7 separate regions of the Mus musculus genome follow, and all the other regions are linked to region 1. The links are chromatin contacts, called in public HiChIP or PLAC-seq and promoter capture Hi-C maps. All regions are on one chromosome and are shown on one strand. Each heading gives the region's core, a stretch centred on a gene start, on an enhancer-like site or on the middle of the called end of the contact. The rest is flanking DNA. Distances are from core to core; before and after follow the strand shown.

Region 1 (3,066 bases), core at 402-2,901:
AGGTACCCCGCTCTATCGCATCCGACCCTGTCGTGGAATCCGGGACAAATCACAGTGCCTAAGGTAAGATTCCCCAGCTCTTCTCAGGCCGGGCTTGTAAAGAACCCAGTCACTCATCACAGCTCAGTACAAAACCGGGGGTGGGAGCAGTCATAGTTAAGTATGAACCAGTCACAATGAGATATGTGTATGAAAATGTTCTAATAAAGCCATTATTTTTGACAAATTACAGAATTTACAAAATGATGTAAAGAGAGTGAAACTTCCTCAAAGATAAGAATATCAAATGCTAAGAAAGCTGATGGACTGAACTCAGGTAAAACCTACAGCAGTGTGTGCCAAAAGGAAAAGCAACCCAATCTTACTGACCAGATCCTGTAAACCCCCAAACCAGGCAGACTACTGCAGAGCCTCAAGCATGAGGTTTACTGTAATTCCTTTGTGCCTCTAATGTTCTGTAAATGGGGTTCAGAAAAGTAATCCCTAGGCTTGTTGTTCAGTGCTCTGGACAGGGAGCCCATCTTGCGAGAACGAAGACAAGCATGAGGAACAAAAGACTAATAGGACTCCAACTCAGTGGCTCAAAGACCCTCCAACGTGGCAACAACAAATCAACAAGGAAGCCAAAAAGCAGGGCTCCGGCGCATTTGCCATTTCCAGCAGCCGGGCCGTGGAAGGCTAGGCAAACCGGAGGATGCTCGCTCAGCTTTTTAAAAACTGTGGGTAAAAGTGAAGTCAGAGGTGGCAGGCAGTTCTTTGCACGAGGGGTCCAAAGCAACAGTGCTTCCCCCTAAGTGCCAGCCAGGAGACGGGTGTAAGGTTCCACTGTTTCGGAAAAAAAAAAAAATCACCCGAAGGGAGTCAGCAACCAGGCAGGTAAACTTGAAGCAGGAAGAGAGGCAGGAGCCAGCTGCGGGAGGGACTCTCCGCAGAGGCCCCCGCAGCGAGTCTGGCAACAGAGTTCGTGCCCACCCCTTGGCAAGGCCGCAGGGGAGGCGCCGGGAAGCGTCCAGGCAGGAACTCGCTGTGGTTCCCTTGGCTTGGGGCTGCCGAAGCGCTCCGGGGACTTTAGAGGGCGACGTGCCCCAGACCCAACTATCTCAATGGAGACATCGACCATACAGCCGGGTGCCGCCGGGTGCCATCCGTGGGGGGTGGGTCACGCCGAACAAGGGAGGCGTTGGCGCTCAGGTCTCTGGGTCCCCATATTTGCCAGGCGGCTCGTCGCCACCCGCCGAGTCCCGAACCCGGAGCGCGCGCCAGTGTTTGTAAACAAACCGGTCACGTGGCTGCAGCAACCCGTTCCCCGCCCCTAGCACCCCGGGAACCTTCGGGGAGCCCCCTCGGGACCGCGACAGCACCGCCCCAGCCGAGCCCGGCTGCACGCAGCCCAGGAGCCCGACCGTCCCCAGGGCGCACAGCCCGAACTGGAGCGGAATGCGCCCCACGCCCACGCGAGCCCAGCTCGAGATCCCTCATACCTGGCGGTAGGCTGCCCGGTCCGGCCAGCGCCGGGCTCTCCGGAGTGCTTGGCGATGAAGGACTGCACGGCTGACTCTAGCGCTCCCTGCGCGCTCTTAAAGCCACAGTCTCCGCCACCGCCGCCGCCACTGCCGCTCCGCATCCCTCCGAATCCGGGCTGGGGGCTTGCCGGGTGACAGACGCGCCCCCGCGCCTATCCCATCGGCTCAGCACATAGCAACACGCCACTGGTTGGCCCTGCACGGCCGCAGCCCATCCGCCAGGAGCCAATCACTGGAGGACGGAACTCCGCCCCTGCTTTCCCTGCCTCCCGCCCCCAACCCCCACCCGCCCCTCGGCCCTGGCGGGGCGCGCGTGCGAGGAGTGTGGCAAGGTCTGGGTCCCGCCAGTCCTGGCAGCTGGCGGGCAGGGCTGGGAGAAGAGGTGATTAGAGTGGGGGAGCTCTCTGAGATAGGAGCCTGTTTGTCTGGCTTTACTGGGATTCCCAGGACCCGGGGTTATGTTGGGAAGTGGGATTTACAGTGCTTTTGTTTTGAGAACCTAGATAGTAATTCCTCGCTCCACTTTTTAAGCCACTCCTGACCCAGAGCCTAAGTTACTAAAAGTGACCCGCAGAGTTCAAGGCAGGTGTATTTAGTAAGATAGTACCAGTCTCGTCATGCCCACCCATGCCCTGCTCAGAAGCGGAGATTCTCTATTTCCTCTGCCCTGCTCGAAATTTCCTAATTAAAACTAGGAAAGGGTTGTCTGGTGTGTTCGAGTCCCTGGGTTGGATCCCCAGTACTGAGAGTGGAAGAGCATAGAGAAAGACTATAGAGAAACTGGGATCCCTATTGCTAATGGTTAGTGAGGTCTATTAGCAACAGAAAATACAATAAGAGTAGTCAAGGTGACCAAAAGGGAGGAACTGGCATTCTGGGTCAGTGGGGTGGTGCTTTTCAAGGAAGAGAGGGTTAAAAAATAAACTCATGACAGTCGGGAAGTCCAGGGAGGCACCAGGTGGGTGGAGTGGGGCAGAGTCTTCCTACCGGAAAACAGGTCAATTTGATAAAAGAATTTCTGCGGGGGGGGGGGCGGGGGAGACACGGCAGACCCACCCTTTTTTCTAAGACACTGGGATTCTGAATGGTGTTGGGGCAAAATACATGTTTTCATTGCTATTTTAGAAGAGAAAAAAACACAAGGTAATTGGACAAGGTGGTTCTCTGCTTTATAGCCCAATTATAACCCAAGGCTTGGGAAGTGTTAGAAGTTTAAGGTCATTCTTGGTTAGATCGGTCCAAGCTAGCCAGGTTACTGAAAAAGAGAAAAAAAAAAAGTTCATGCGGGGTTGGGGTGCTGAAGGAGGCCCAGGAACCTTTGGTCTCCTATCTGGCAGCAGTTTACACACAAACCCAGGCTGGTATTTGGGTAGATCCCCGGGTGACTCAAAAACGTCACCTGTCACTCCACCCAGCTGTTTTTAATACATATGCAATCAACTAAATTGTCTTCAGTGAATGTACATCGCATGGTTAGGGATGAAAAAAAGTCCCAACGTTAGTAAGAACAAAACCACTCATTTTTGCCGGCAGATACCGGTTT
Region 2 (3,066 bases), core at 367-2,866, 510 kb before region 1:
TTTTTTGAGATTTAGAGTTTTACTCTGGGGCTGGTGAGATGGCTCAGTGGGTAAGAGCACCCGACTGCTCTTCCGAAGGTCCAGAGTTCAAATCCCAGCAACCACGTGGTGGCTCACAACCATCTGTAACAAGATCTGATGCCCTCTTCTGGAGTGTCTGAAGACAGCTACAGTGTACTTACATATAATAAATAAATAAATCTTTAAAAAAAAAAAAAAAGAGTTTTACTCTGTATCATAGATTGGCCTGGAACTCACAGCATCTTTCTGTCTTAGTCTTCAAAATTCTAGGATTACAATCATGAGCCACTAATGCTTATCATACGTTCATTTTAGTTTAAAATAAAACTACTCACATAGGATCTCTGCTGTGCACAAAATTTGCAGTCTCAGTTGGCTCCCTGGAACCCAAATAAAGGTAGGAGAGAAAATTTCCCAAAAGTGTCCTCTGTCGTACCAGTTCAGGCACTACCTGTCACCATCACGCACAGGCACAAATAGGCCTGTTCTACTTGGGACCAAGTCTTAAAAAAAGAGAGTGCTAATGTGCTGGTCACAGAGAGAAGCAGATCCAAAAGAGCATTGGGATTTTTTAAAGTGCTTTTTGACTTGAGAGAAATTTAAGAATAGTCTCAAGATGAATGAAGGGCTGAGGCTAAAACCAGTAGATTCAGTTATACTACTATGAAAGGAAGACAAAATTTCATGGCTAAGGAGATTTTGACAAGGTATTTGAAAGGTTTAAGTCAGGTAGAAAGACAAAATTACTGGACACGTAACTCAGAAGTGTCTCTGCAAAAAGCCAAGTGTGTGCAAAACGCCAGACTTTTGCCTAGTCACGTCAGCCTCCGATGAAATACTTAATTTCAAGAATCATAGGAATCCTGTTATACATATGATGTCCTAGATTTTCCAGAACTGTGTTTTTTTTTTTTTTCCTTGTAGTATCTTTTTTCCCCTTTAGTAGCCTTTATTTTAGAAGTCGAGTTCCCTGCTCGCCAACACGGGGTTTTCTAAATCTACTTCCAGGGCCTCACAAACTTCCTGGCGCGTCTGATATCCAGTTCTGGCACCCGGTTCTGGCACGAACTAGGGCACACTGTTCAACTTCAGGCTTGGAACCCGAATCCAGGTCACACAACCTCTCTGCCCAGGCAGCCCAGCGGGTCTGGCGTAGCTAGCAACACGCAGCCGGAAGCCAGATCGCGGCTCCCGGTACGCAGCCCGCTGCCGAGCAGGTTCCTGGACCTACCCATTTTCAACCTCAAGTACTGAAGGACTCCGAAGCGTGTGACTGATCACTAATACACGCAAGACGTGACAGCCACGCAGACTTAATTAGCACACACGTCCGCCACTACGCCACTCGTATAACATCACCAACAGGGCCACAGGGCGACAGGGCGGGTCTACGATGTTCAGGGCGGGGCCTAGATGCGCCCTCCTCCTCCTCCTCCCAGTGAAGGCGGGGCTAGGGACTCGGGACAGGGCCTAAAGGTTCCCTTCTCTGCTGGGAAGGGCGGGGCCGGGATGAGCGCGGGGCGGGGCCTAGAGGCTCCTTCTTCCACTGGGCGAGGGCGTGGCCCGGCGAAGGCGGGCCGCGCGTGACGACGTCTAGGGAGCGCGCGCGCCGCCGCGGGGCCAGGCCGAGCGCTGCTGGTGGCGTCCGAGGCTGAAGGCTTGGCGAGAAGGGCTTGCGGCCGCGTGTCGGGCTGTTGGTATTGTGGCTGCCGAGGCCGCCCGCTCCTGGTCATGAGAGGTCAGGCCTGGGGAAGGGGGTGAGGCGGAGGGTTTCCGGGGAGAAGAGCCGAAGCTCGGACGTGGGTGGAGAACTCTGTCCTCGCGGATTCCGGAAGAGTTGGCGTTGACTTTTCTTTCTCCCTTTCCCCTTTTCTTGTTTATGTATGAAGGAGGGCAGGTTTTGTGTTTCTTTTTTAATAGCAGAGACACAAACTGTCCTGTCCCAAGTCGCTCTTCAGAGAGTGAGGCGATAGAGCCGCTGTGGCTTCCGAGCCTCTTCGAAACGTCACACAGTAACTGCACGGTTTCAGCCAGCCAGCCTCCGCCGCAGCTAGCTCCATCGCGGGGGAAACGGGAGAGGCCCGGCGGTGGGCTCTGCGTTTCGTCGGGCGACAGCACGATTCTGGCACCCTGGTCCGAGATCCACACTGGATCACGTAGGGATCTTGCCCTGCCCACAGCCTCTCTTCTGACACCCCTAACCAAGCCGATGGTGGCATTTTTATTCGGGAGGCTAACTCCTTATTTAGACTAAAGCATCACTTAGCAATTACGTGATGACTCCCCCTAAGGGTCCTCTTTCAAAGGCATTTGACTAACATTCTTTTGGAAGGAGAAGCAATATTCTCGGTGGCACCATTAATTACTGAAAACCTTATTAGCTTTGTGGAAGCTGTTTCAGCATAAAATGAAGTGTTTATTATCTTTGTTGATGCTTAATTAAGGCACTGATTTTTTTCCTTCTAAACATTAATGAATCTGTAAAAAAAAATCTATTGTATTTATTTAGTGTGTGTGTCAGAGGACTTGTGGGAGTCAGTTCATTGCTTCCACCATATGAGTTTAGGGGATTTAACTCAAATTAAAGGTCTTGACTTACCCAGCCATCTCACCCACCCTTAGCAAACTTCCTGATGTGGACTCTGCCTCAGAGTACATGAGCCAACTTATTCAGCATTAGTGCTGCTATTCACTGTGGTATCTGCTGGGCACCCCTTTGACTCTTTGCTGATGTCTTTTGGCACATTTGAAAAATCAAGACATCTGCAGTGCTTTGTACTTTAAGTAGCCCCTGGTTCAAAACTCTTGGTTTGCCAAGTTGGACTTCGAGGTTGGAGTGGGGCAGGGCAGCAGAGCTTTGACAGTTGCAAAGATTGAAGGACCTGAAACTTGTCTGTGACTGTCAACTGCCCCTTTAGTGAACAAAGGACACCTAATGAACCGATGCACTGCTTGTGATTAACTTAGAATGCTTTCTGCTCTTTGATTTTACTTTTAAGGAGAAAGAGTCCTGAAGCAAAGACATTTTAGAGAGAAAATACTCAA
Region 3 (3,066 bases), core at 380-2,879, 490 kb before region 1:
TTCTAAAATGGTCCTGTATTAAATATGATGTTCAAGGCTCAAGATATTAATGCTAAGATACATTTTGTTTATAGTTGTCAGCTATAGTACAGAATGTTGAATTTATGGAGTCTCTCACATGCATCCTATCCTCAAATCTCAAACTATCTCAAAAACGGTATGTGGGAAAATTCTTTAAGTTAAGAGCATACAAGGGGAACAAATAACATAATTTTCCTAATGGTCTGGTTCAAGTTCAAATAATTAATACATTGTTAATCACAGCTGGTTTATAAATCCCAGTTTAGTTATTCTGTAACACTACAAACCTTATAAAACAAATTTAGTAAATTTCAGTTCAGTGAGTACATATTAATTAAAAAACAGAATGTAGAAAATAAAAAAATATCCTGTAATAGCTGATTTTAAAGAAAATAATCAAGTAATGAAAGAAAAAGCACTTAATCTTTTTTTTTATTCACTTACCTGGTACAAGCATGAACACCTCTCTTAGAAACTCAGAGTAGTATTGATATACACTTTAAATTATGCTTCAGTTTTTACAAATAAATACAGAGTAGGCCATATTGCATAGGCATGTGCTTTCTGTCTGTGACACTCATGTGACACCTGACATGTTTTCACAGTCATAGTAGGGATATCCATTTATGAAAGTTTCTCAATAAACTTGCCACAGCATCAATTTCACTTAATGTTGTGATAGAAAAGCTATATATTTGTGTAGATGGAAGTCGACAGAAGGTGTACAATTAATGCGTTCTACACAAAAACGTTGCGATATTTGCCACTATTGCTGGCAGTAATTCTATGAACAGTTTATTAACAGTTTATGGGGTGGTCACAGTGCACATATTACTAGCAACTAGGGCTAAGGAGGAATCATTTAGTGTAAAAGTTTTATTGGAATTTGGCCAGGCAGTCAACGCTATAGTTAGTAAACACATTTAGAAACAGATATCAGAGTAGCACAAGCCATTTGCAGTCTGAAATGATTCCTATAATGCATTGCCATAGGTTTTTTGAGGGGTTCTATTTTTTAAGATACCACAAACTCTCAAAGAATGAAGAACATTCTTAATCATTACTGCAGCTCCTAATTTACTGCTACAATTATGAAGTTCTCAAAATGCTGCTACAGTCAAGAGAATCAGGAATGACCATTTAAATGATAAAAAAAGAAATTCTCTGTCCAGATGGACGTTTGCTGCCACAATTGAAGGGCAGTATTTCCAGTCATCTGCCATGGCTCTGGTTTTTTTTTTTTGTTTTTTTTTTTTAAGATTTTTATGTATGTGGATGTTTTGTCTGCACATGTGCATGTAAGAGAACATTTGATCCAACGAGACTACAGTTTATAGATGTAAGCTATCATGTGGGTGCTGGGATTGAACTCAGGACCTCTGGAAAAGTAGCCAGAGTTCTTAACTGCTGAGTCATCTCTCCAGCCTCTCAAGGTTCTATTTTTGCTCACTGTTAACATTTCTTCCCATCTCACTTCAATTACAATTTGAATAAGCAAGGTCTGGGTCAATCCTGACTGTGACATGCATAAAGAATTTTATGGCTTGGATCCTTTGAGGAACACAGCAAGAGCATCTGCATAAAGAAACCCAAGGGCTGCAACTATTACCAAGACAAAAAAGACCAACAGAGTGGCGTGACAGGACTCACTGTGTGACCATCTACCTAGACCAGTATGCACTGCAGTATATTTTATAAAGCTCTGCAGATATTAAACCCTTTCACCAGCTAGTCATGGAAATGCTCCTTAAGGCAGGAAGTATTTAAGAAAGGTAAAGTTACCTTTATTTTTATTCTTTGTACCTGTAAATCACTTATGTTGACTTTGTTACAATTTCAAAAACAGTGTCTTGTTAACATGTTTCCTAAATTAAGCCACTAGGTTTTCTTATTCGTTATGGAAGACATTCATCAAAAGGCCATCAAATATTTTTATAAGTGAAAAATGTAGCCCCAGTGCAGGAGGGGAAAAAAACACCATTTTTTTCTTTTTTAGATTCTCAAAAAAGAAAATTGTTAAGGAAGGTAAACAGCATAACAGTACAAAGTAAACCTAGAACCACACCAATGTGCTGTAAAGAGTCGAGAGAGACGCCCGTGGCAACACCCTCTCCCCTGCAGGTCTATCTCCCCCGCTTACTGCCCTCTTTATGCACTTTAGCCTGATTCTCTTCTGTCCCTCCTCGACCAAGGCTTGACTCAAATACTGGTATAAGAACAGGTGGTGATACTGTTTCCAGTGTAGTGCAGGCCCAGGACAAGGATGCAATGTAGATCATACAACTTCTGCCTGTCCCAAGGCTTGCAGTTACGCCAAACACACAGCAGTACTGCAAGTAAAAATGATTAAACAGACTTTTCCCCCCTAGTATTACAGACAAGTATTGCAGCTAGGTTACTAAAACAAAAAGATTAAAAAAACACCCCAGGTCCACCCCAGGCCCTCAGACAAGCCACAGCTGTGGTTAACAATGATCATTTGCATTTTATTTCATCAAGAGAAGACAGAAGCTGGCTTTCTTCACACCAACCAATAACTTCGCATTTTAAAGTTTGGGATGTTTTTCATAATGAGCTGAATCAAAAATCTATTTGAAAAATATATATTTATATAAAAAAAAGATTCAGGTTGTTTGCACGTAAAACATCAATCGATAAAGTTTCTTTTGTCTTTGATTCTGTGTTGCTGGAAAAAGTTTGACAAAGCTTGCATGCTAATTTGTCCTTAGTTGCAAGTATTACAGGCAATCTCAAACTTTGCCTATTAGGATAACCCTTATTTGACATCATCAGATTTCAACGGTGATTCCGAAGCAACATCCTACCCTTAATACTGTCAGTTTGCAGCCATCAGCATGAGAACCCTTGCGAACGCCGAGATGTTGCTAGGATAGGAACCAGTCAGCTGATGTGTCTGTGGATTCCACAATACTATTTTGCTTGAGTTTTTTGTGGGTTTATTTTTTTTTTTGCACCATTTTTGATTGATTTTTTAAAATCCATGTTTATTTTTTCCTCCATCGAAAGCATTCCAGGTAATGACAC
Region 4 (3,066 bases), core at 332-2,831, 420 kb before region 1:
CACTCTGTAGACCAGGCTGGCCTTGAACTCAGAAATCCACCTGCCTCTGCCTCCCAAGTGCTGGGATTGCAGGCATGCGCCACCACTGCCTGGCTGCCTGGTTTTTTAATTACTGGCTTTAGCCTAATGGCAAATTCTATAACTAGGTTATAAGAATAGTTTTAAAAGAAAGAGCCTCAGGAGAGTGGGAACAGGAACATGGAGAAGTAAGAGGACACCTGGGCTTTAGTCAAGATCCTGTCTAAAACAAAACAGAGGGGGCGGGAGAGCTGGAGCAATGGCTCAGTGGTTAGAGCACAGGCTGCTCCTCCAGAGGTCCTGAATTTAATTCTCAGCAACCACACGGTGGCTCACAACCATCTGTAATGAGATCTGATGTCCTCTTCTGGTATGCAGGTATACATGCAGATAGAGCACTCATACATAAATAAATCTTAAAATAAAACAGAAACTAAGAAATTACTTTAAAATATTTTAAAGATTCAAATGATGTATCTGCTTGGCATGTATGCTGCTTTGTCATAGTTTCTCCCCTGTCAATGAAGTCATTGTAACCGATGTTTCTATGGCTTCTTGTTCTACTTGATTTTAAGTATTGAAGGGGTACAAAAAAAAATGAAAGATTCTGTACCCATGTCATCCAAAAACATGACCATCGCCCACACGCGCTTAGTGCTATGAATGTAGAGTATACATCAGACCTCCAAGACAATATGGTAATGATATTATAGCTCAGTGGTCAAGCGCTTGGCTAGTGTCTGTAAGGCCCAGGACTTGATCCCCAGTGCTACAAGGCAAAAAGACTACATGAATACAATGTAGTTCTAGCTGTCCTGGAACTCACTCTGTAGACCAGGCTGGCCTTAAATTCAGAGATCCACCTGCTTCTGCCTCCCAAGTGCTGAAATTAAAGGTGTGCACCACCACTGCCAGGCTGATATATTAATATAGTAAATAATTATAATTGTATAGATAGTAGGCTGGTAATATTAACTTTGTCTGCTTCTTAAAAATTTAAAATTAGACATATGCTTTTGAATTGGATTTTAAATGAGAGATGTGGGAAACAGTTGATCTAAAGCAAAGTCCTGGGAACTGTTACGTGTGAACAAACCTTTGTTACTAGGTGAGAAGGTATGGGGACAAGATAGAAAGAAACACGGGCTGGGCCCCAACTCTCACCACAGCACCTGGGAGGCAGAGGCAAGCCAGCCACATCTACAGAAAAGCTCCAGGATAGTCAACCCACAGAAAAACCCTGTCTCAAAACAAAAACAAAAAAACCAAAAAACCATGACATAAGACAATATATGGGACAATATATGGAATTTCCTCTTTGGAAGAAAGAGGCCATTACTTCAGCTGGACTTCTGAGATCTGTGTGAAAGAGCAGGATGTGAGCTGTACTCAACTAACGCCCACCGCACACCTGTGAGGAAAGACAGTGTGCTGAGAGGGTATTACAGAAATGATTGTAAGCCGGCCCCTGCCAGGAAGAGGTTCATCGCTTGGTACACTCTGTGCTGCCAAGCCTGTGCCTGGCCCACAAGACACTCCACACTTACTAAACAAGATGGACTTAGGTCTCTAGCATCCGAAGGCATGTACAGCTCTCAGATGACTGGGACACAGTGAAACCTGGTCCTCGGGATTGTGCAGCAAGTGCCCCAACTGCTGAGTTCTCTCCAGCCTCACAAGGAGAATTAGAAATCACTTTTGGTTGGTGGTGCATGTCAGTGATCCAGCACTTGGGAAGCGAAGGCAGGAGGATCAGAGAAGTTCAAGACCAGCCTCAGCTAAATAGCAAGTTCAGGTCCAGCCTGGGCTACATGAAGCCCTATGTTAAATAAACAACAACAAAAAAAAAAAAACAAAACTCTATGGCTGGAAATGTGGCTAAAATAGTGGAGCACGTGCCTAGCATGCTTGAAACCCTAGGATCAACAGCCAGCACTGCATAAAGTGAGCACAGTAGTATATATCTGCACTCCTAGCACTCTGGAGGGCAAGGCAGGAGAGTCAGAAGTTCAGGGTCATCTTGGCTACATAGAGAATTCCAGGCCAGGCTGGGACACGAGATCATATCTCAAAACCAAACAGACCAGTGATGTATTTCAGCAGGTAAGGTCACTGCTGCCAAGCCTCACCATCCGAGTTCAGTCCTCTCAACCTTCAGGGTAGAAGGAAAGAAATGAGCTCTGTAAATTGTCCTTTGACCTGAGTTAGTAATACAATCTAAAAACTGGAGGGCTGGAGAGATAGGTCAGCAGTTGAGAGCACTGGCCCTTCCAAAGGGTGTCCACTTTCCATTCTTAAGCATTTACATAGCAGTGCACTGCCATCTGTAACTCTAGTCCCAGGGCGTCTAAGACTCTGGCCTCTGTGGGCTCAGACAGCATGTTGGCAAAACACCCATATGTATTTTTAAAAATTAAAAAAAAAATTCAAACAAAATGTAATGATGTTTCTGGAGCCTAGAATGTCATGCATAGGAAACAAGCATTCGCCATCGAGCAACACTCCCAGCTCTATCAGAGCACTGAGCCCTGGGTTCATGAGCCCATTACTATTATAACACCTCTTACTCTCTTACACACACATACAAACAGAAACCCCCCAAGGCCTCAAACTCTAGAAAAATATACTAAGGGGCACTCAGGAACTGAGGATAAGTTCCAGGTGAAACTCACTTAGCATGTGCCGGGTCCTGGGTTTGCTTCTCAGCCTCCCCTCACCCCCCACGCAAGTGTGTACATGTGACGGCTAGAGGTCAATACTAGCTACTAGACACAATCTAATTTTTTAAAAATTATACTTGTTTACTTATGTGGCTATTTGTGTGTGGAAGTTGGTTGGTTCTTTCCTTCCACCATGTAGGTCCCGGGGATTGAGCCCAGAGCTTCAGGCTTGTACAGTAAATGCCTTTTCCCACTGAACCCTCCTCCCTTCCCTAGGACTTTTGTTTGGAGACAAAAGTGCACCTTTATGCCCAGCTTTTGTTTTTTGTTTTTGTTTTTTTTGAAGGCAGAGTTTTGAGCTGGAGAGATGGCACAACAGTTAAGAGCA
Region 5 (3,066 bases), core at 293-2,792, 340 kb before region 1:
TCAGAAAACAACTTACTTAAGGTTCTGACCTACAGAAAGGACTGCTAGATGGGTGGAATATAGAACTACTCACTGCAAATAGACACCAAAAAGCTGACCTATTCCTTTATTTCTTCTTTTTTTAAAATTTCTTTTTAAAAATTCTATTTATAAGGATATTTTGTTCACATTGGATGTCTGTGCCCAAAGAAGCCAGGAAGTTCCTGGGAATTAACTGATTTACAGGTAGTTGTGGCCCAGATGCAATGTGGGCACTGGTCCTTTGGAAGAGCAGCCACTCCTTTTAACCACTGAGCCATCTTCTCCAGCCCCCCAGACCTGTTCTTTAGATTCTCTTTGTCAAGTCACAAGCTAGCACTTCCCTGCTCTTCTCTATAGAAAGCAGCATGGTTTGTCTAAACCCAAAGGCCTGGGCATTAGTTAATGTGAGTGGCAGGTCTTTAAATCTGTTAGACTTAAACAAAGTATAATTAGAATTCTGCCTTATCTTCCTAATGTAACAAAGTGTTTAAAAATAAAACAATGGCTGTGGCACCTAGGGCAAGAATATATTATTATATGTTAAAAGTACACATCTGCTGGCCAAAACAAAAGTAAACTCTAACATTAATTAGCCCATGAACCTTCTGGAAGCAAGTGAATTCTACCAGATTAGTATTCTTAATATAAAGAAATACTTGGGGCTGGAGAGATGGCTCAGTAGTTAAGAGCACTGACTGCTCTTCCAGAGGTTCTGAGTTCAAATCCCAGCAACCACATGGTGGCTCACAACCATCTATAATGAAATCAGATGCCCTCTTCTGGTGTGTCTGAAGGCAGCTACAGTGTACTCACATATAATAAATTAATAAATCTAAAAAAAAAAAAAAGAAGAAGAAATACTTTGTTTCTCCTTTAAAATCAGTAAAATTGGTTTTAAAGATTTACAAATAACTGTGTATCACTTTCAGTACAGTATGATGTTTTAGTATACATTATACACTATACAATGTAAACTATATACATCAATAAGCTAACAATTTTTAGGTGACCCATCACCTCAAATGTTTATCAGTAAGCCTGAGAGGGCAGGCCTGGTAGCACACCCTTTACTCTCAACATTCAGCTGGCCAAGGCGGGGAATCACTCACTGTGAGTTTGAGATCAACCTGGTCAAGCTGCTATAGTGAGCTCCAGGCCAGCCAATGCCAAAGAGTGAGACCCCCACAAAACAAAGAAAACACTAACAAACCCTAACTGACCTTCCTCTTTCTTTTCTGAGGTTGGGCTTGAAGCCGGGCCGTTGAGCATGCTAGGGAAGTGCTCTGCCACTGACCTCCATCTTCTAAGCAAATTTTGATCATGAGTTGACCTAAGTATTCCGAACAAATGGACTACATATTTAGGTAGAGAGCTATGCAAGTTGTTTAACATAGTCTTTGAAGCTTTCTTTTAAGCACACAATTATAAATAGTGACTTAAGGGCAGGAAGCTATCCAGTCTGTATAAACCCCTATGTCCTGGAGACCTTGGTTTCTGCTTTTGATGTGGTGACGCTCATGAGTTAATAGATGAGTCACTCCTTGGGGAGAGAGAGGGAGAGGAGCTACCATTCCCTCCCTCATCAACCAAAGGCCAACAGGCATTTTTTTTTTTCCTAAAAAGAGGCTGCTAATCTTCCAGGATGAGCTCTGACTCAAAGTGATCATGCCACAGTCACCGTGCCTACAGAAGTCAGTATCAGTGACACCACAACCCAATTTGGGGTAATTTCTTCCTTCTTTGTACTCAAAGATTCACAGATGAGCACTGACGCAATCATCAGAGTTAGAAAAAGTAGCGAAGAGGAAGCTGGCAGGTTAGCTCTGAGACAATCACCACCATCATGGCATTAACAGCACAGTTACGGAAACTATTTCTCCGCTTCACTTTACCACATCTCAGTGATAGTTCCCAAATATTTACTTCCAGCAATAAGGAATCAAGAGCCAAAAGGGCCCAGAAATATCTGTACCTAAGGAAACACAGCTTAGAGCAGCACAGACAACTATCAGGCACTACCCACAGCAATGTTTAAACACGAGAAGACAATCAACATGCCAGATTTTAAAAAGGTACAATTTCTGCTCCACTTTAAAATAAAATAATCCAAACTTAAGAGTAAAACAGGCATCTGGGCAGCAAATATTATACATATTTGTTGTGTTTAACTTATAACAAAGGTAAGGTATTTTGTTGAAACGATCATATTAAGAAAATGTCTCTTAAGGAGGAATTTTCAAAGGACAACACAATTTGGTTACAATTTCTAATAAAGCTTGGTCAATTTTATACTATAATCCAATAGTTCCAAATCCTACCTTCACATTGCTTTTAGAAGGGAGAATGCTAATGCTCCAGGCATTTTTCTACTTTGATCCCAAGTGTGAAAAAAGAAATCCTAGTGAATTAGGCTAAAAATAACATTTGTCTGTAAGGGTAGGTATCCCAAAGGCCCAGTGTAGAAACTGAGCTTTGAAAAATCTCTCTGCAGGAAAATGCTCCCCCTAGTGTCAAAAACTGTCTATACACCACACAATGGAAGCCTGCCAATGCAATTATAGCTTTTGCTGCTGTTGTGATCGGGGCTCATGAAACCCAGGTTAATCAACTTTAGAACTTATGTAGGTGAGGGTAGCCTTCAACTCCGTATTTTACCTTTAACGTGCTGAGATTATAGGTGTGGGTCACCACACTCAGCTTTCTTATTTAGATGTAAGACTTTAAACCTTAATTTTGCTCACTCCTCCCCCATACTCTGAGAATGGGTTTCTCTGAGTAGCCCTGGCTGTTCTGGAACTCACTCTCTAGACCAGGCCGGCTTCAAACTCAGAGATTCACCTACTTCTGCCTCTAGAGTGCTGGGATTAAAGGCATGTGCTACCATCACCCAGCAGGCATTTTCTCTTTTTTATTTTATTTTTGAGATTCACTAAGCAGCCAAGGCTGGTGAGAATAGCTAAGGGTGGACTGTGGATGTAGTCAGTAGTAGAAAATTTGGCAAGCATGTTCGAGGCTGTTAGTTTAATCTTTAGCACTGAGAAGAAA
Region 6 (3,066 bases), core at 262-2,761, 280 kb before region 1:
AAGCCAACACACAGGGGCTGGGAAATGAATTCAAGTCCTCTGGAGAGCAAGTGATGCTAACTGGTGAGCATCTCTCCAGCCCATGCGATCTATACATTTTAAACCGTTTACTAAGCTATTAACCATTATTGTTAGCAACCGTTCTAAGACAAAAATTAGACTTGGGTAAATACATGTACAAGTTTTCTACAACACAAATTTAACAACTACAGTAAGCACTCCTGTGTATCACGGAAAGTGCCTCCAAGTGGGAAGAGGCGAGGTTTCCCTCACAGCAGCAAGCATTACAGCAGAAGTGAAGCAAGGCCATCAAGATGGAACTGGTACAGATATCAGCCTGTTTGTTTGCAAATGCATGTGGAGGGCAGAGGACTGACTTCAGCTGTCATTCCTCAGGAGCACTGTGCCCCTTACTGAAGACAGTCTTTTCACTGGCTTGGAGCACACCAAGGGACCCACCTTGGCCAGGGTTACAAGCATGAGTTAACACATGTACTATTCTTTCCTGGGATCTGGACTCTAACCAAGGCTTGCAAGGCAAGCACTTTACTGACTGAGCTACTTCACTTACCCTAGTAGTTTCTATTTTAGGCTGAGTAACTTGAGAAAAACCTCTCCTAACATTTGACCAGAAACCTGAAGGTCAAGAAGCAAGCCATGAAGGTCTTAGAGAAAAAACAAAAAAACAAAAAACATAAACAGTCTAGGGCCGACACAAAGCCCCAACAGCCAAGGGCCAGCAACAGTGAGTCATCCAGGGACACTGAGGCAAAGCATGGCATAAAGAAAAGGGAGCAGGGTGGAGACACACTTGCGTGTTAATCAAATAATGCTAACAACATTGTTTGGAATTCTTTGTAGTACTTTAACTTTTCTGTAGGTCATAAGAGAATCTTAGGCTAGTACAGCGCTACTGAATAACATTCTCATCCCTCACAGGGCAGTTGGTGTTTGTTTGATGTTTGTTTTTCTCCAGACATTATCTCAGTATGTTGCTCATGCTAGCTTTGGACTCATGATCTTCCTGCCTTGGGTTTCTGAGGGCTGGGATTACAGGTAAGGAAGGAGCCCTAACTTTGATCCACACAGGCTGTTGTTTTTGTATTGGGTCATATTGCACTGTATTATATTGTTCTATTTATTCATTAAAATTAATTTTTTGAGACAGGCCATATATACACCAGGTTGGCCTCAAACTCCAGGTCCCTCTGACTCAGTCTGTCAAATGTGGGTGTTGGGATTCTTTATGTATTCCCATATTTAACTTAAATGTTACTCAAGTTGTAATAGTTAAGTTTACTTCTGCTTTGACATAAAAGATAACTCAAACATTATCTCCTAAGGCTAAAGAAATTTAAAGAAAAGAGTTCAATTACAAAAGAGAAATTCAACTAAGAAGCTAGCAGTGTTAAAAAAAAAAACAAAAACAAAAAGCCTCATAAGCCTCAATGATTCACCAGAGGAAGCGAGCTCTGTCCTGTGAAATGGAGTGGGTGCACAGCAGCACGACCAACCACTCCTTGCATTTGGCAAGTTTCTTGGGAACCCTAGAAAGTTTGACATTATCATGCTGGCTAGGCTGCCCAGAAAAGTTATGTGGCTAAGATATGACTTATAAAGTTATAATCACTGGGGGAAAGTTTATCTTTCATTTGAAAATATAAGATAATCTTGGGGGCTGGTGAGATGGCTCAGTGGGTAAGAGCACCCAACTGTTCTTCCGAAGGTCCAGAGTTCAAATCCCAGCAACCACATGGTGGCTCACAACCATCCGTAACAAGATCTGACTCCCTCTTCTGGAGTGTCTGAAGACAGCTACAGTGTACTTACAGATAATAAATAAATAAATCTTTAAAAAAAAAAAAAAAAAAAGAAAATATAAGATAATCTCATCATTTTGACTATTTTGTTACATAAAATCCCTGTGGGTTTGGCTATCAGACCCCAGTTAAATTCAAAAGAATAAATATCAGATGATACAGCTGTAAACTACCTCCAAGTGATAATAGGTAGAGGCAAGACATGCAAATTCCATGTAATAATGGTTTTGTGCTCAATCTACAATTCTCCCAAAAAACAAAAGTTAAAAAATGTCATGTGTGACAGTGGACAAGTGGTACTCTCTGAGTTTAAGAATTTTTCTCATCTTTCATTGATAGATAGCTACAAATTTTTACTTTTCCCCATAAAATAACTGGTATGAGAATAATGTTAACAAGCAAAGTTAAACAAATTAAAAACCCTTACTATTCTCTAGCTTAGCATTCTTTAGGACATTATTCTTCACTCCAGCCAGAGGCAGCCTTTATTCTCTCCAACTGAATTCATGTGTCACAAAGTCAATTTATCTTGATCCCACTTGGTTTATAAATTATACATTAACACTTCATTTCTGGATTCAGACAGATGTGATGCTAGAAGTAAATCTAGATGTTTCCTTAACCTACAATAAAGGATCTTGAAAATGATGCCAAAGATAAACTGAAAAATACAAGCATCTAAGGCAGAGGCTGGAAGATGGCTCAGTAGGTAAAGACGTTTATATGGAGACTAACATTCTGAGTTCTAGACGCAGTAACTACATGATGCAAAGATAGAACTGACTCCCAAGAGTTGACCTCTGACCTCCATGCAATGGCCTGGGCACAGAAACATCATCACAAACATCAACACAAAATGAAAACATAAATAAATGTTAAAAAAAATTGAAGAGTAAAATATAAGAAACCTAAGCCAAGAATGATGCCTTCTGGAAGATGCTGGTTTTACCACATACCAAGGCCAGCCTAGACACTGCAAAGTGAGACTATCTCAAAAAAAATAGGAAAGATGATTCAAAGAGTAAGGGCACTTGTGCCAAATGTGAAGATCTGAGTTTGACCCCTGGGCCTTCCATGATACAAGGAGAGAGCTAGCTCTTATGCACATTGTTCTCCCCAGACAAAAATTTTCAAGGCAGTAGAAAGACAAAATCAATAACTGTGCCTTAAAAAAAAAATAAAGGAATCAAAGCCTTTTATGGACTAGAGGCCATCTACTTCCTGTTGTACATATTAATAATGTACA
Region 7 (3,066 bases), core at 394-2,893, 260 kb before region 1:
GGTGAGATGGCTCAGTGGGTTAGAGCACCTGACTGCTCTTCTGAAAGTCCAGAGTTCAAACCCCAGCAATCACATGGTGGCTCACAACCATCCGTAATGAGATCTGATGCCTTCTTCTGGAGTGTCTGAAGACAGCTACAGTGTACTTACATATAATAAATAAATCTTTTAAAAAAACACAAAAACTGGTAAGAGTACTCAAGTTTCACGTCAGGTTAAAGGTATAAGCCAACAATCACTAAAAACGAAAACCTTTCAAAATAAATCAAATTCAGTAACATTGGGTTTAAAGACCTAACTGAAGTGATATTGAACAAAACAGGGCTTTAGGCCACTTCTTCATCACAAACTAACGAGAATTACCTGTGCAGATATGCCAGTGAGAAGCAACCATTTCTGCTTTGCATCTGTACGGTAATTGATGATCTGGCATCCTGCGAGGCTAGAATGACGATCAAACATTTTCACTGGCTGAGACTCTCCTTCCATACTCCAGTGATAAACTGCATTATCCGTAACAAGAGCAACCGTATTCAAAGAGATCCATTTCCAGAAGGTGACATCATCAGTCATGGTATGGGCCTTCATTTTACTTTTCATTTCAATGTTAAATATCTGAAGAGTTTTGCCAGCTGAATAAAGAATTAAAGAATAATGAAAAAGAAGCAAAGTTTAAAATTAATACCTAGCTAACTATCCCTACGTTCCAAGTAATGTGGTTTTATCCTGGGACTAATAACTATATGAGTCACATTGCTAGAACTACAGCTGAGACCAAGCAAACCAATGTACACCTGCACCCTTAGGCAAAACTCTTTATTACCTCTAATGAACACAACGGCAATACTATAAACATGTGACTTCTACAGGATTCTACATCCAAAGTGAAAATAAGACTAAGGAAAAGCTTTCTTACTGATAAAAAACAGAGCTGTAACTTTCATTGCATACTTAGCTCACACATAAACTAAAGTAGCTGTATATACAAAAGACAAAGCCAATCTAATAGAAACACAAGGAGGAAATGTCCACTTTTTAAAATGCAGTCATCTCTCACCCAACTCGATTTTGTGGAAACTGCGTTTTGAAAAGAAGTTGTATGTCAACTTTGCTGGTCACCATAGTGCATGCTACATTTAACTGGTCTAAGATACAAAGGGAAAACAGAAGTGCTGGAGAAAGAAGAGGAAGACAGGGGGAGGGTGGTTTCCAATGCTGTTAATATACTGGAGTGAGAACAAAGTCCAAGCTTCATCCAGTTAAGACAGTAAGCGTTTAGTAAAAGTAGGGGAAATTCGCATTTAATGTTAAAAGTCCAGAGTCAGATGCAAGGGCTTATACTTGTCGTTTGAAATTTGTCACAGTCGGAAAGGTGATTTCACTGAAATCAACAGCAGTCAAAGCCCAGAGCCATGCCTAGGCTCTGAAGGATAATCCTCAGAAACTGAGGGTAACTCTGTTCCTGAGCCACGGAGAATCTGGCTCCTAAAGGACAAAAGCTGTCAGAGTGGGAGGGTGACAAGGGAGGTGGGAAACAGACAAAGCCTAAGAGCTTTGTACGGCAACCCATCGTACTAAACAACAAAGCCTTCTTCTATAAGACAGTGTATGACTCCCATCCCACACGGCTTATAAACCACAACCAGACTGGAGAAATTGTGAAAGTTATAGTCCTGTTTATAAAAAGAAGGCATGAAGTTTAAACTGGCTTCAGAGGGAAGCAGAATATTTAAAGAATTTGCTTTTCTTTACTGTATCCATCAACCTCTAAATAACTAGACTTTTATTCTGTTTTACATGAAGGGGGCTAGACTATGTGTAAGCGTCTGGGGAAGGAACAAGGGATAATAGCTATGAAGTAGACAGATAGACACAAAGTATAACACACTATTTTGCAAAGCTATAAATTTTTTAAATCATTCTTTTTATAGAACAGGACAATGACTAACACAATCTAATTTAAGGTAACTCACCATCTGCACACATAAGAAAGCATTAAGAAATGTGATAAGATAACAGTAACATTAAAAATAGAAAAGAACTTGGCAAAATTCAACTGATGGCCTTTAAAAAGAGAAGTGTGATGTATGCAAAGCACTCGAATTCAAATTATTTAAGGAGGTCGACAGACATTTTAATACTTTAAAACGTAATATACTTTTAGGTAAAAGCAAAATGTATACTATCCCAAAATATCTGGTCATAGGTAAAAGGTGAAATATCCTTTCTGAAGATGAGATCAATTCTGCCTGACATAAATTCTGATGTTATGTTGACTAGGTTATTCTTAGCTCCCAACCTGCCAGTAAGATACTCCAAAATGTTCCAAAACCTGTACCACGAAACTAGAAAGTTCAGGCTTCTAATCTTTGACTTTCAGGTTAGTTAGTGATGCTCACGAACAAAATCTATGCAGAGATTCCAAATCTAAGTCTGTGAACTGTGCAGCAGGGAAGGAAAGGCATTTGCTGACAAGCCAGCCCCACATGATGGGAGGTGAACGGACTTCCCTGAGTTTCCTTCACATGTATGTCCCCCCACATAGATAGACAAAATAACAAACAGAATGTTCTAAAAAGAATTCTAAAAATCTCCTCAAAGCAAAAAAAACTCTCAATACTTCTAGACCCAAACTATTCAATTAAGAATTATTCAAGATGTATTTTTAAAGATTAAATGGGCTGAGCATGGTGGTGTATGTCTCTGATCCCAGCACTAGGGAGGCAGAGGCAGGTGATCTTTGTGAATTTGAAGCTAACCTGCTCTAATAGCAAGATCAGGACAGCGGGGGCAACAAAACGAGTGACCCTGTGTCACCAAAACAAAACTATACACCAAAATCAGGCCCCCAGTTTGAATGACGTGAAGAAAAGACAGGTTGAAAAGCTCAGTGCCTCTAATTCATCCACACTTTATAAATTACCAGGAAACTGAATTCTCTTTCTTATTATCAAGAAAAACAAAGGCTGAGATATAGCCCAGTACCAACCCTCTGCCCACTTGCCTAGCATGTGTGCAGCATTGGATCCAATCCCTAATTAAAGCACAAAGGAAAAGGAGGCAGTT

The links. Promoter capture Hi-C pulls out the DNA fragments that hold promoters and counts their contacts. HiChIP or PLAC-seq counts read pairs in DNA pulled down with a chosen protein or histone mark.
Region 2: a FOXA1 HiChIP or PLAC-seq map of pancreatic cancer cells shows a contact between it and region 1. The contact joins the promoter of Rnft1 here to the promoter of Ypel2 in region 1. A contact is called at or near these places in 9 of 39 promoter capture datasets (the 3T3-L1 cell line, cranial neural crest, frontonasal cranial neural crest and 6 more), 1 of 15 datasets of contacts at CTCF or cohesin (the NIH/3T3 cell line), 4 of 484 Hi-C or Micro-C datasets (B cells, CD4 T cells, muscle stem cells and 1 more), 5 of 115 datasets of contacts at active chromatin or transcription factors (astrocytes, bone marrow-derived macrophages, embryonic stem cells and 2 more) and 1 of 9 other capture datasets (adipose tissue).
Region 3: a contact with region 1 is called in a promoter capture Hi-C map of embryonic stem cells, with 2.2 times the contacts expected there. The contact joins the enhancer-like site here to the promoter of Ypel2 in region 1. A contact is called at or near these places in 13 of 39 promoter capture datasets (the 3T3-L1 cell line, 3T3-L1-derived adipocytes, the C10 cell line and 9 more), 1 of 15 datasets of contacts at CTCF or cohesin (the NIH/3T3 cell line), 1 of 484 Hi-C or Micro-C datasets (embryonic stem cells) and 2 of 115 datasets of contacts at active chromatin or transcription factors (bone marrow-derived macrophages and large pre-B cells).
Region 4: a contact with region 1 is called in an H3K27ac HiChIP or PLAC-seq map of extraembryonic endoderm stem cells. The contact joins the enhancer-like site here to the promoter of Ypel2 in region 1. A contact is called at or near these places in 14 of 39 promoter capture datasets (3T3-L1-derived adipocytes, the C10 cell line, the HPC-7 cell line and 8 more), 1 of 15 datasets of contacts at CTCF or cohesin (large pre-B cells), 46 of 484 Hi-C or Micro-C datasets (B cells, CD4 T cells, the CH12 cell line and 29 more), 23 of 115 datasets of contacts at active chromatin or transcription factors (DN3 thymocytes, the HPC-7 cell line, the NIH/3T3 cell line and 15 more) and 2 of 9 other capture datasets (embryonic stem cells and macrophages).
Region 5: a contact with region 1 is called in a promoter capture Hi-C map of the HPC-7 cell line, with 9 times the contacts expected there. The contact joins the enhancer-like site here to the promoter of Ypel2 in region 1. A contact is called at or near these places in 13 of 39 promoter capture datasets (the 3T3-L1 cell line, 3T3-L1-derived adipocytes, the C10 cell line and 9 more), 1 of 15 datasets of contacts at CTCF or cohesin (large pre-B cells), 31 of 484 Hi-C or Micro-C datasets (the 3T3-L1 cell line, B cells, the C2C12 cell line and 20 more), 9 of 115 datasets of contacts at active chromatin or transcription factors (bone marrow-derived dendritic cells, bone marrow-derived macrophages, embryonic stem cells and 6 more) and 2 of 9 other capture datasets (embryonic stem cells and pancreatic islet).
Region 6: an H3K4me3 HiChIP or PLAC-seq map of bone marrow-derived macrophages shows a contact between it and region 1, with 4 times the contacts expected there. The contact joins the enhancer-like site here to the promoter of Ypel2 in region 1. A contact is called at or near these places in 12 of 39 promoter capture datasets (3T3-L1-derived adipocytes, the C10 cell line, the HPC-7 cell line and 9 more), 1 of 15 datasets of contacts at CTCF or cohesin (large pre-B cells), 10 of 484 Hi-C or Micro-C datasets (the G1E-ER4 cell line, the HPC-5 cell line, LSK cells and 7 more), 11 of 115 datasets of contacts at active chromatin or transcription factors (the 230-238 cell line, the SCID.adh cell line, bone marrow-derived macrophages and 7 more) and 4 of 9 other capture datasets (adipose tissue, liver, macrophages and 1 more).
Region 7: a contact with region 1 is called in an H3K27ac HiChIP or PLAC-seq map of microglia, with 4 times the contacts expected there. The contact joins the enhancer-like site here to the promoter of Ypel2 in region 1. A contact is called at or near these places in 12 of 39 promoter capture datasets (3T3-L1-derived adipocytes, the C10 cell line, the HPC-7 cell line and 8 more), 3 of 15 datasets of contacts at CTCF or cohesin (CD8 T cells, large pre-B cells and pro-B cells), 15 of 484 Hi-C or Micro-C datasets (CD8 T cells, the G1E-ER4 cell line, LSK cells and 10 more), 12 of 115 datasets of contacts at active chromatin or transcription factors (CD8 T cells, bone marrow-derived macrophages, embryonic basal ganglia and 8 more) and 3 of 9 other capture datasets (adipose tissue, liver and pancreatic islet).

What each region holds. Positions count from the first base shown.
Region 1 is chr11:86,992,111-86,995,176 of GRCm38.p6, forward strand. Ypel2 (yippee like 2) reads right to left here and starts at 1,652. Exons shown (of 5, transcript NM_001005341.3): 1 at 1,482-1,652. It overlaps Gm51915 (a long non-coding RNA gene), which reads left to right. Exons shown (of 3, transcript XR_003949754.1): 2 at 1-63; 3 at 233-2,227.
Region 2 is chr11:86,483,041-86,486,106 of GRCm38.p6, forward strand. It overlaps Rnft1 (ring finger protein, transmembrane 1), which reads left to right and starts at 1,617. Exons shown (of 9, transcript NM_029788.5): 1 at 1,617-1,759; 2 at 3,021-3,066.
Region 3 is chr11:86,499,547-86,502,612 of GRCm38.p6, forward strand. It overlaps Rps6kb1 (ribosomal protein S6 kinase, polypeptide 1), which reads right to left. Exons shown (of 15, transcript NM_001114334.2): 15 at 1-3,066. Among named protein-coding and RNA genes, the nearest start is that of Rnft1, 16 kb to the left of the region's middle. Within about 2 kb of position 1,630, at least 11 of the 459 cell types and tissues checked have an H3K27ac peak or open chromatin away from gene starts, as enhancers often do. A contact at or near this core is called in embryonic stem cells, stem cell-derived epiblast-like cells and trophoblast stem cells, where this site is marked.
Region 4 is chr11:86,572,485-86,575,550 of GRCm38.p6, forward strand. No RefSeq gene overlaps it. Among named protein-coding and RNA genes, the nearest start is that of Mir21a, 10 kb to the right of the region's middle. Within about 2 kb of position 1,582, at least 53 of the 459 cell types and tissues checked have an H3K27ac peak or open chromatin away from gene starts, as enhancers often do. A contact at or near this core is called in DN3 thymocytes, the SCID.adh cell line, T-cell acute lymphoblastic leukemia and 9 more, where this site is marked.
Region 5 is chr11:86,651,114-86,654,179 of GRCm38.p6, forward strand. All of the region lies in intron 5 of Vmp1 (vacuole membrane protein 1), which reads right to left. Among named protein-coding and RNA genes, the nearest start is that of Vmp1, 31 kb to the right of the region's middle. Within about 2 kb of position 1,543, at least 136 of the 459 cell types and tissues checked have an H3K27ac peak or open chromatin away from gene starts, as enhancers often do. A contact at or near this core is called in 3T3-L1-derived adipocytes, the C2C12 cell line, the G1E-ER4 cell line and 11 more, where this site is marked.
Region 6 is chr11:86,714,315-86,717,380 of GRCm38.p6, forward strand. All of the region lies in intron 14 of Cltc (clathrin, heavy polypeptide (Hc)), which reads right to left. Among named protein-coding and RNA genes, the nearest start is that of Ptrh2, 32 kb to the left of the region's middle. Within about 2 kb of position 1,512, at least 10 of the 459 cell types and tissues checked have an H3K27ac peak or open chromatin away from gene starts, as enhancers often do. A contact at or near this core is called in bone marrow-derived macrophages and trophoblast stem cells, where this site is marked.
Region 7 is chr11:86,733,213-86,736,278 of GRCm38.p6, forward strand. It overlaps Cltc (clathrin, heavy polypeptide (Hc)), which reads right to left. Exons shown (of 32, transcript NM_001003908.2): 3 at 364-632. Among named protein-coding and RNA genes, the nearest start is that of Cltc, 23 kb to the right of the region's middle. Within about 2 kb of position 1,644, at least 18 of the 459 cell types and tissues checked have an H3K27ac peak or open chromatin away from gene starts, as enhancers often do. A contact at or near this core is called in bone marrow-derived macrophages, kidney and microglia, where this site is marked.